2 separate regions of the Ovis aries genome follow, and region 1 is linked to region 2. Evidence: chromatin contacts called from public Hi-C data. All regions are on one chromosome and are shown on one strand. The core of a region is the stretch at or near the end of the contact, and the rest is flanking DNA. Distances in the headings are between cores, read along the strand shown.

Region 1 (3,675 bases), core at 218-2,717, 280 kb after region 2:
TTAGTATATTTTGCAGTGACATAGTATTTTATTACTGTCGTTATTTGCCCGAGTTAAAGTGCTTATCAGACTTGATCTCAGCCACAAGAAAGTTTAAATAGTAAAAGAAAAAGTAGTGTTCCTTCCAACAATATCCCTGGTTCTTCATATTTGAGGTGTTCTAAAGTTTTCTAAGCTTTTTATTACACTACTTCTCAAAAACAGCTCCTTTCCTAAATAAATAAGGACTTTAAATATACAGATTTATAAGCTGTTTGACTTGGGTAATTTGTAAATTAGGTTGGAACTAAAAATGAACCACCACGTTTTATTAAAACTAGTGTCCCGTCTCCGTGGGGGATTTTCTTCTGCCTGGCCAGAGTATATTTGGAAACTTTTCCTTTTATGGCTTTAAAGAGAGTTCAACCCTATGCACACACTCACAAGCTCAAACACAGTTGTGGTTTTGTGCATCAGCCCCCGTGAGCTTCACTTTGTTTTCCAGCCCAGGGTCTTTCACGCAATCCCCCTCATGCTCGTACCCACATCTCTTGAGCACCGGGCGCAAACTCCTTCCCTTGAGGTAATCTCACTGTCAACACCCTACAAAAGGCTGCTCTGTCCTAAGAGCACACACACACACACACACACAGTGATGTGGATTAGAATCGTGTCAACTTCCTGTTCTCTGACTACCCCTTCCCACCGACCCTCGGTGCTGTCCCCCAGGAAACCCCTGGCCCTCTTTTCCATCCTCTTCAGAGGCCATTGCAAACCTCCTCTCCACATCCTGCACCCTCAGTCCATGACCTCCCCATCTGCCCTTCACTCGCCTTCATTCCTTTCCTTTCCCTTCCAGGAAAAAGCCTACTCCCTCCACCTTCTCAGGAACCTTGCCCCATTAATAATTCTCTCTCTAGTCTGAATGTTCTCTCTTTCCTTGGTTGATTTTTTCCCATTAGACACAGAATCTTCTGGGTTCTCTAGCATCTCCCTGGTCCACTCCTTAAGGGCTGGCAGCCCTTAAATATAGGTGGCCCCAGGGTCCTTTGCAAAGCTCTCTTCATTACCCTCCACACTTTCCTAGGGTTTCCCCATATTCACCTACAAAGTCAGGGTCTGGTGAGGAGACAGACCACATCGGTTACTTTAACTGAGATATATTAATATATAGAGTTGTTAACTAGGCATAAAGTTGTTAACTAGTTAACTGAAAGGGTAAAAAGAGAACTCTAATGGTATAGCAGGAAGAAATTCTACCTCCAGGACTGAAGGTACAAAAGGAAGAAGTAGCATTTAGAGAAGAGGCCCCTTGAGGTGGGACTTGGACTATGGGGAAAGGGTCAGAGCTGGGGGCTGGAATGCCTCAAAAGCAAGCGACAGGAAGCTGGTTCCGCAAGTGTTAGAAAAACTGTATACTGGCCTGACAACTCCTGGCAGAACTGCAACTGCTGGAGTGAGGAAGGGAGCCTCAGCTCTCCCTTCTCAGCCCCACAGCTGCCCTCTGGTGGCAAAGTCTGCAGAAAAGGCAACTGGCAAAGCAGAAACGTGGTTTGCAGAGTCCCAACTTCAGCATCTGAAAATGGGCGGAGAGAGTGAATTTGGATCAAGAGAGGAAAACTGGCACGACCCCAGAGCCTCAAATACCACAGGGGGATTAAAATATAAAACCTATTTCCCCATCCCAAGCCTCTCTCTAGAGCCATAGACTCATTTAGCCAATCCTCTCTCCCTACTGGAACGTTTATCTGGATGGCCCATTGTTACTTCAAACTCTATGATGTTCTAAGTTGCTCTCATTACCCTTCTCCCTCTCCTTCCCAGCCCCGCCCCCTTTTCCCCTGCCCCACCACATCATAATGATACGTGTAAGTATAATTTCACCATGAGCACTCCCTACACTCCCTGTCCTTCACTCCCCCGACTCAGTCAGTCTTCCACTCACTGTAACAGCTCTCACATCCATTCCCTCCTCTCCACCCTCATTGGCCATTCTTCACCTGTGCCCTCGTTTCTTACTGGATTATCAAGCACTGTCTCCTAACTAGTCTCATGGCTCAGATGGTAAAGAATTCACCTGCAATGCAGGAGACCCAGATTTGATCTTTGAATTGGGAAGATCCCTTGGAGAAGGGAATGGCTACCCACTCCAGTGTTCTTGCCTGGAGCATTCCATGGACAGAGGAGCCTGGCGGGCTGCAGTCCATGGGCTTTCAAAGAGTCTGACAGGATTGAGTGACTAACAGTTTCCCTTTTCACAGAACTAGTCCTGTGTCTCACATTTGACCCTGTTGCCACACCCTGGGCTCTCATTCGCTGCAGATTCCCTAAACAAACAGTGGTCTTTCTGAAATGCACAGCTTACCACCCTGACCTCTGCTTAAAATCCTTTACTGGCTACCCTTAACCTTCTAAATGAAACGCTCTCTGGCATGCATTAGAAAGCTCTCCTGTTTTAATTCTCATCTCGACTTCTGCCCACCACCTTACCCCTCAGTCCAACCAGAATTCAAGGATCCGCATGTACAGTACCACTCTGCATTCCTATGCCCGGCTGTGATCCCTCTGGCCTTTGAGCACTTGAACATCCCCTTCCCCTTTCTGGTTAATCATATTTCCCACCTCTGACCCTTCTTGCCCTTCTAACTTCTTTCCATCCTTCAGGACTAAGCAAGGTGCTGAGTCCTAGGAGAATTCTCCCAGTCTCAGCCCCCACGCTCACCCCCCTAGTCTGTTGCTGTCTCTCCCATGAGTCCTCGTAACCCTTCCCAGCATGCTTCTTGGTGGTGTTACGGAAAGGTTAAACTTGAGCCCGCTGGAGCCAACTCCATATTCAGTTTCTATCACTTCATCTTGCTGTCTGTGACTCTGGGAAAAATCATTCAAGCTTAACAGCCCTCAGTTCCCACGTATGTAAACTGGAGCCTGTAATAGTACCTTCCTGACAGATGGTTATGGAGATTAAATGAGATAATATTTATAAAAGCTCATTCTTAGTTTTCAATCATTCTTTTCAAAGTATCTCACTTCTGACTGTTGATACATGTAGATTATTTTAAAACCAAGACAGAAACTGATAGTGTACTACTAAAGAATAACAATGCTCTTATGCTAAAACTTACAACCACATTTACTTGGAAAGGCCAGGACCAGACAGGTACTGTAACTGCCTTGATTCCAAAGGTATTTAGGGATGGGCTCAAGTTTCACATTCTCTTAGGCACTAGGGCCTTCTACTTTCTCTAGGAAAGAGAATGAATGCTTTGCCAGTCGCCAGTCCTGGGTCCTCTGGCTGGTGCTAAAGTCAGTTTGGTGGGAACACCATTAACTTCTTCATGGGAAAGGTGGAATTGGCCAGCACCCAGTTTCTACCTCCCAGTTTTGCTGGGGTTCTGACTGGGCCTGGGCAGGAGAATCCAATGAGGCATGAGCTGAGGTTGCAGTTTTTCCCCAAAGTGTAGTAGCCAACAGGCCTCTGTTCTACCTTGATGCAAGCACTCAACATTTAGCTTGTGCTAGAGAATGCAAGGTCCAATGGGGTCATAAAACATTATTCCAAAAGAGATTATTCCCACCCCTCAACTAATTCCTTCTACCACACACAGAGACAAGGAAAATCAAGCCAACAGCATGGAACTTCTCCAGAGAGCCTTCTGACCACCATGTGTGCAGGCCTCAAATAGAGCCATGGGGACC
Region 2 (3,637 bases), core at 5-2,504:
AGGTCTTAAAACTGACATCACAGTGGGCCTGGAGTAAGATTTTCTTTAGTATCAAAATCATAACCTTCTCCTAGTCAAGGGCCTCATTTACAGGGCTTTAATAGTCATCTGTCTTATCTAAGATATTATTTAGACTTGATTTTAAGTTGGCAAAACTTCAAAGCAAATTAAACCTTTACTGACATAAATACAAACTATGAAGGGGCAGGAGTGCCATCAGTGGGAAAGAAATATGATACATATCTACCAGAAGGTGGCAATGTTGCTTCTCCAAACTTTTCAGATCCAAAAGGTTCCTGGCAGGACAGAAACTGCTGCTGCTGTTGCTGCTGCTAAGTCACTTCAGTCGTGTCTGACTCTGTGCTACCCCATAGACGGCAGCCCACCAGGCTCCCCCGTCCCTGGGATTCTCCAGGCAAGAACACTGGAGTGGGTTGCTATTTCCTTCTCCAGTGCATGAAAGTGAAAAGTGAAAGTGAAGTCGCTCAGTCGTGTCCAACTCTTGGCGACCCCATGGACTGCAGCCTACCAGGCTCCTCCATCCATGGGATTTTCCAGGCAAGAGTACTGGAGTGGGATGCCATTGCCTTCTCTGAGGACAGACTAGGTGTGGTTATTTCTAAACTCATTTTACATTTAATTCATAGGAATCCTTTACAGAACAGAAAGTGACTTAGCTAAGCTTCTAAGTTTGTCATCGCAATCAAAATATCTTGTTGATTAGTCACTAAGCTGTGTCTGACTCTTCGATCCCATGGACTATAGCCCACCAGGCTCCTCTGTCCATGGGATTTCCCAGGCAAGAAGACTGGAGTGGGTTGCCATGTCCTTCTCCAGGGGATCTTCACAACTCAGGAATCAAACCCATGTCTCCTGCATTAGCAGGCAGGTTTTACAACTAAGCCACCAAAGAAGTCTGTATTCAAAATTACACAGAGGCAAAACACAAAAAGAATATTTTGTAAGTAGCATATGAGTCCATAGATGTATTGAACCATTACAATGAGGACGGTTCCTTGCTGAAAGTTTCATGTGGAAGACACAGAGAAGCAAAGAACCTCAACCCTTAAAAAATTTGGAATATACTCTGGAAGAAGAACTTTATTCATAAACTGATCAGAATTTGTTTTAAAATTCTGGCCCCAATCTACCTAGATTCTCCTGGATCTTTTCTCCTCAGAGACACTAAACTTACTGCTTCCTATCTAACTGTGGGGTCTTTCTTTATCCTTAGCCTTTCATGGCCATTTTCTTCATCACATTTACTTGTTTGGCTTGAAATATCTCAAGCCCTTACACTTTTGGTGCTGGAAGGCAAAGAAAATAAGTCTTGGCATGGCCCCATCCCAGTGGAAATAAAGGGGACTTTTCTCAACACTTCTTCCCAGGCAGCCAAACAGCTCCAGACTCCAAGATCCCGGATTACGCCCAACTTGAGCCTTGCAATCCTCCCAAGGCCAACATGACATTTCCCACAGAAACCTCAGCAGCCTACCCACACTTAACAAAAGTTTGACAGCCAAGAAAAAAAAGGGGGACTTATATTGCTTATATTCCCAACTTTAACTTTTCACAATCTGCATTTCAGGATATTTACTAGCATGTTATGACAAAAAAAAATGCTACTTAACCAGAAGCTCCTTAGCTGGCTTAAACAGCAATGACAGTAATGAGTAGCCTGTTCTAGGTCCTTCTGTGCATCATGCGAAGGCTCTTATTTGGTTTCCATGAAATGAAAATCTAGTTTACTAGACTCTGACTCAGAAAGCTCAGTAACCTCAGTGAGCATCTCTGGCAAAATGTTGCGCAACTCTAGAACTCACATAGGCAGGGCAGAAGGAGCAGTTAGCTGTGTGTTAGTTCGTGCACACATGCCAAGTGGCTTCAATCATGTCCAACTCTTTGCGACCCTATGGACTTTATGGAGCCCACCAGTCTCCTGTGTTCACGGGATTCTCTAGGCAAGAATACTGGAGTGGGTTGCCATGTCCTCCTCTAGGGGATTTTCCCAACCCAGAGATCGAACCAGAGTCTCTTACCACTATCGCCACCTGGGAAGCCTGTGTGTTAGTTTATTTACAGGCAAAAGAAATAATACAGTCAATGTCTGTACCATCACTGAACATCTGCTGTTCCTCTGCTCTCCACCACCTCTCAGGTTTGAGATTCTTTTGCTGGTTAAAGCTCATTGCTGAGAACACAATGGCTAATGCTACACAGGGGGAAATGCCAGGTCAGCAACTGAACCGCTAAAGCCATATGTGCCTGCTCCATAAATGCCCATTTTTCATCTTTAGTGGGCTTCAAAGTTAAATAGCTAAGACAGACAATGCCAAAAAAAAAAAAAAATGACCACAGCAAAACACTGCGCTGACTAAATTAAGTCTTCATACCAATCATGCATTTTTAATGGGAACGTTTATGGAAATTGTCTCCTAACGTTTAGGCAGTATTTTTTTTTTTCTTCATTGGTTATTTATGACGCTTTGAGCTGGAAACATGAGCTAAGTGGGAAAGCCAGAGAATGGGATTTACTTAACAACCACAACCCTGTCCTTTCATAAATAAAAAGAAGAAAGCTGATCATCTCTTCAAGTTGCTTTGTGATAAATAAACCTAAGACAAAAAAAGCTACCAGGATTCATCACATCTTTTTTTTTTTCTCTTCCCAACCTGGAATTCCCTAACAGATAGTATCTGACGGGTTTCTTTTCTTTGTTACAGATTGTCTGCCATGGTGCTTAGTTTAATTGTGCCATTTTATTATTTGCAATGTGAAAGAAAACATTTTAATGAAATTGAAGAGCTTAATAATTAAATGCCTTCAGCCAGATGAAAATGGCTGACAGAGGTGGTGGGGGTGGGGTGCTAGAGATTAACATAAAATTAGGTCTTAGAGTAGAAAACAAGGGAGAACTTGAGAACCTCAAGAGTGAAACTGGCCCCCGAGCCTATTCAGTTCTTTAGTGTTGATGTCGGGCCTCTCAAATGCAGTCTTTATTTTGGAATGTGAGTGTGAGATTCCCTAGGAGATTATTAAAGTTCTGCAGTGGATGTAGCCCTGGGATTAAGCTTCTGCAAAGAGATTTGCTCCTGTAAAACTGGGTAACTGAGCCCACGTGCTGAGGCTCAAGGCTGGACCATCACGTATTTGTACAAGTCTCAAATTAAGACACGTTTCCTAAACAGCCATCCAGGCAATTCTGCTGTCTTCAGAGAAGCTGAAAACTGACCTAGGCTCTGTGTCCTAAAAGAATGCATTAATCCCCACTTCACACTGAGAATAATCCCTAGAAATATTGTAAACAGACTTCAAATGCCTGGAGTAAATAGGAAATCTGGGACCCACTAGAGGGAACTTGTGAGGCAGCTTATTTGTGTTTTAGAAGGTGATCCTGTGAGCCACTCATGACCATTCCCATGTCTAAAGGAGCCTTTTCAAATTCTGTTTTTAAGAAGCCGAGAGACTTTTGCAACCCATGGTAAATAAGATGTAGCAAACAGGACACAATAACTGCTTAGTTAACTGTCACAAATGATGATTTCCCTCCAGCCAGACTGTGACATGCTCCTAAATCTTCACAGGAGGTTGGCTGACAAAGGTGAGCTTCACTTAGCCCAGACCTGACAGACTGTG

Evidence for each region. Hi-C and Micro-C count contacts between places; a contact is called where the count stands out from the background.
Region 1: a Hi-C map of mixed tissues shows a contact between it and region 2, with 5 times the contacts expected there. The contact joins two enhancer-like sites. A contact is called at or near these places in 9 of 16 Hi-C or Micro-C datasets (blood, hypothalamus, liver and 6 more).

The regions. Positions count from the first base shown.
Region 1 is chr7:69,743,099-69,746,773 of ARS-UI_Ramb_v3.0, forward strand. All of the region lies in intron 6 of L3HYPDH (trans-L-3-hydroxyproline dehydratase), which reads right to left. Among named protein-coding and RNA genes, the nearest start is that of GPR135, 46 kb to the right of the region's middle. Within about 2 kb of position 1,468, at least 13 of the 54 cell types and tissues checked have an H3K27ac peak or open chromatin away from gene starts, as enhancers often do.
Region 2 is chr7:69,467,262-69,470,898 of ARS-UI_Ramb_v3.0, forward strand. No RefSeq gene overlaps it. Among named protein-coding and RNA genes, the nearest start is that of DAAM1, 61 kb to the right of the region's middle. Within about 2 kb of position 1,255, at least 4 of the 54 cell types and tissues checked have an H3K27ac peak or open chromatin away from gene starts, as enhancers often do.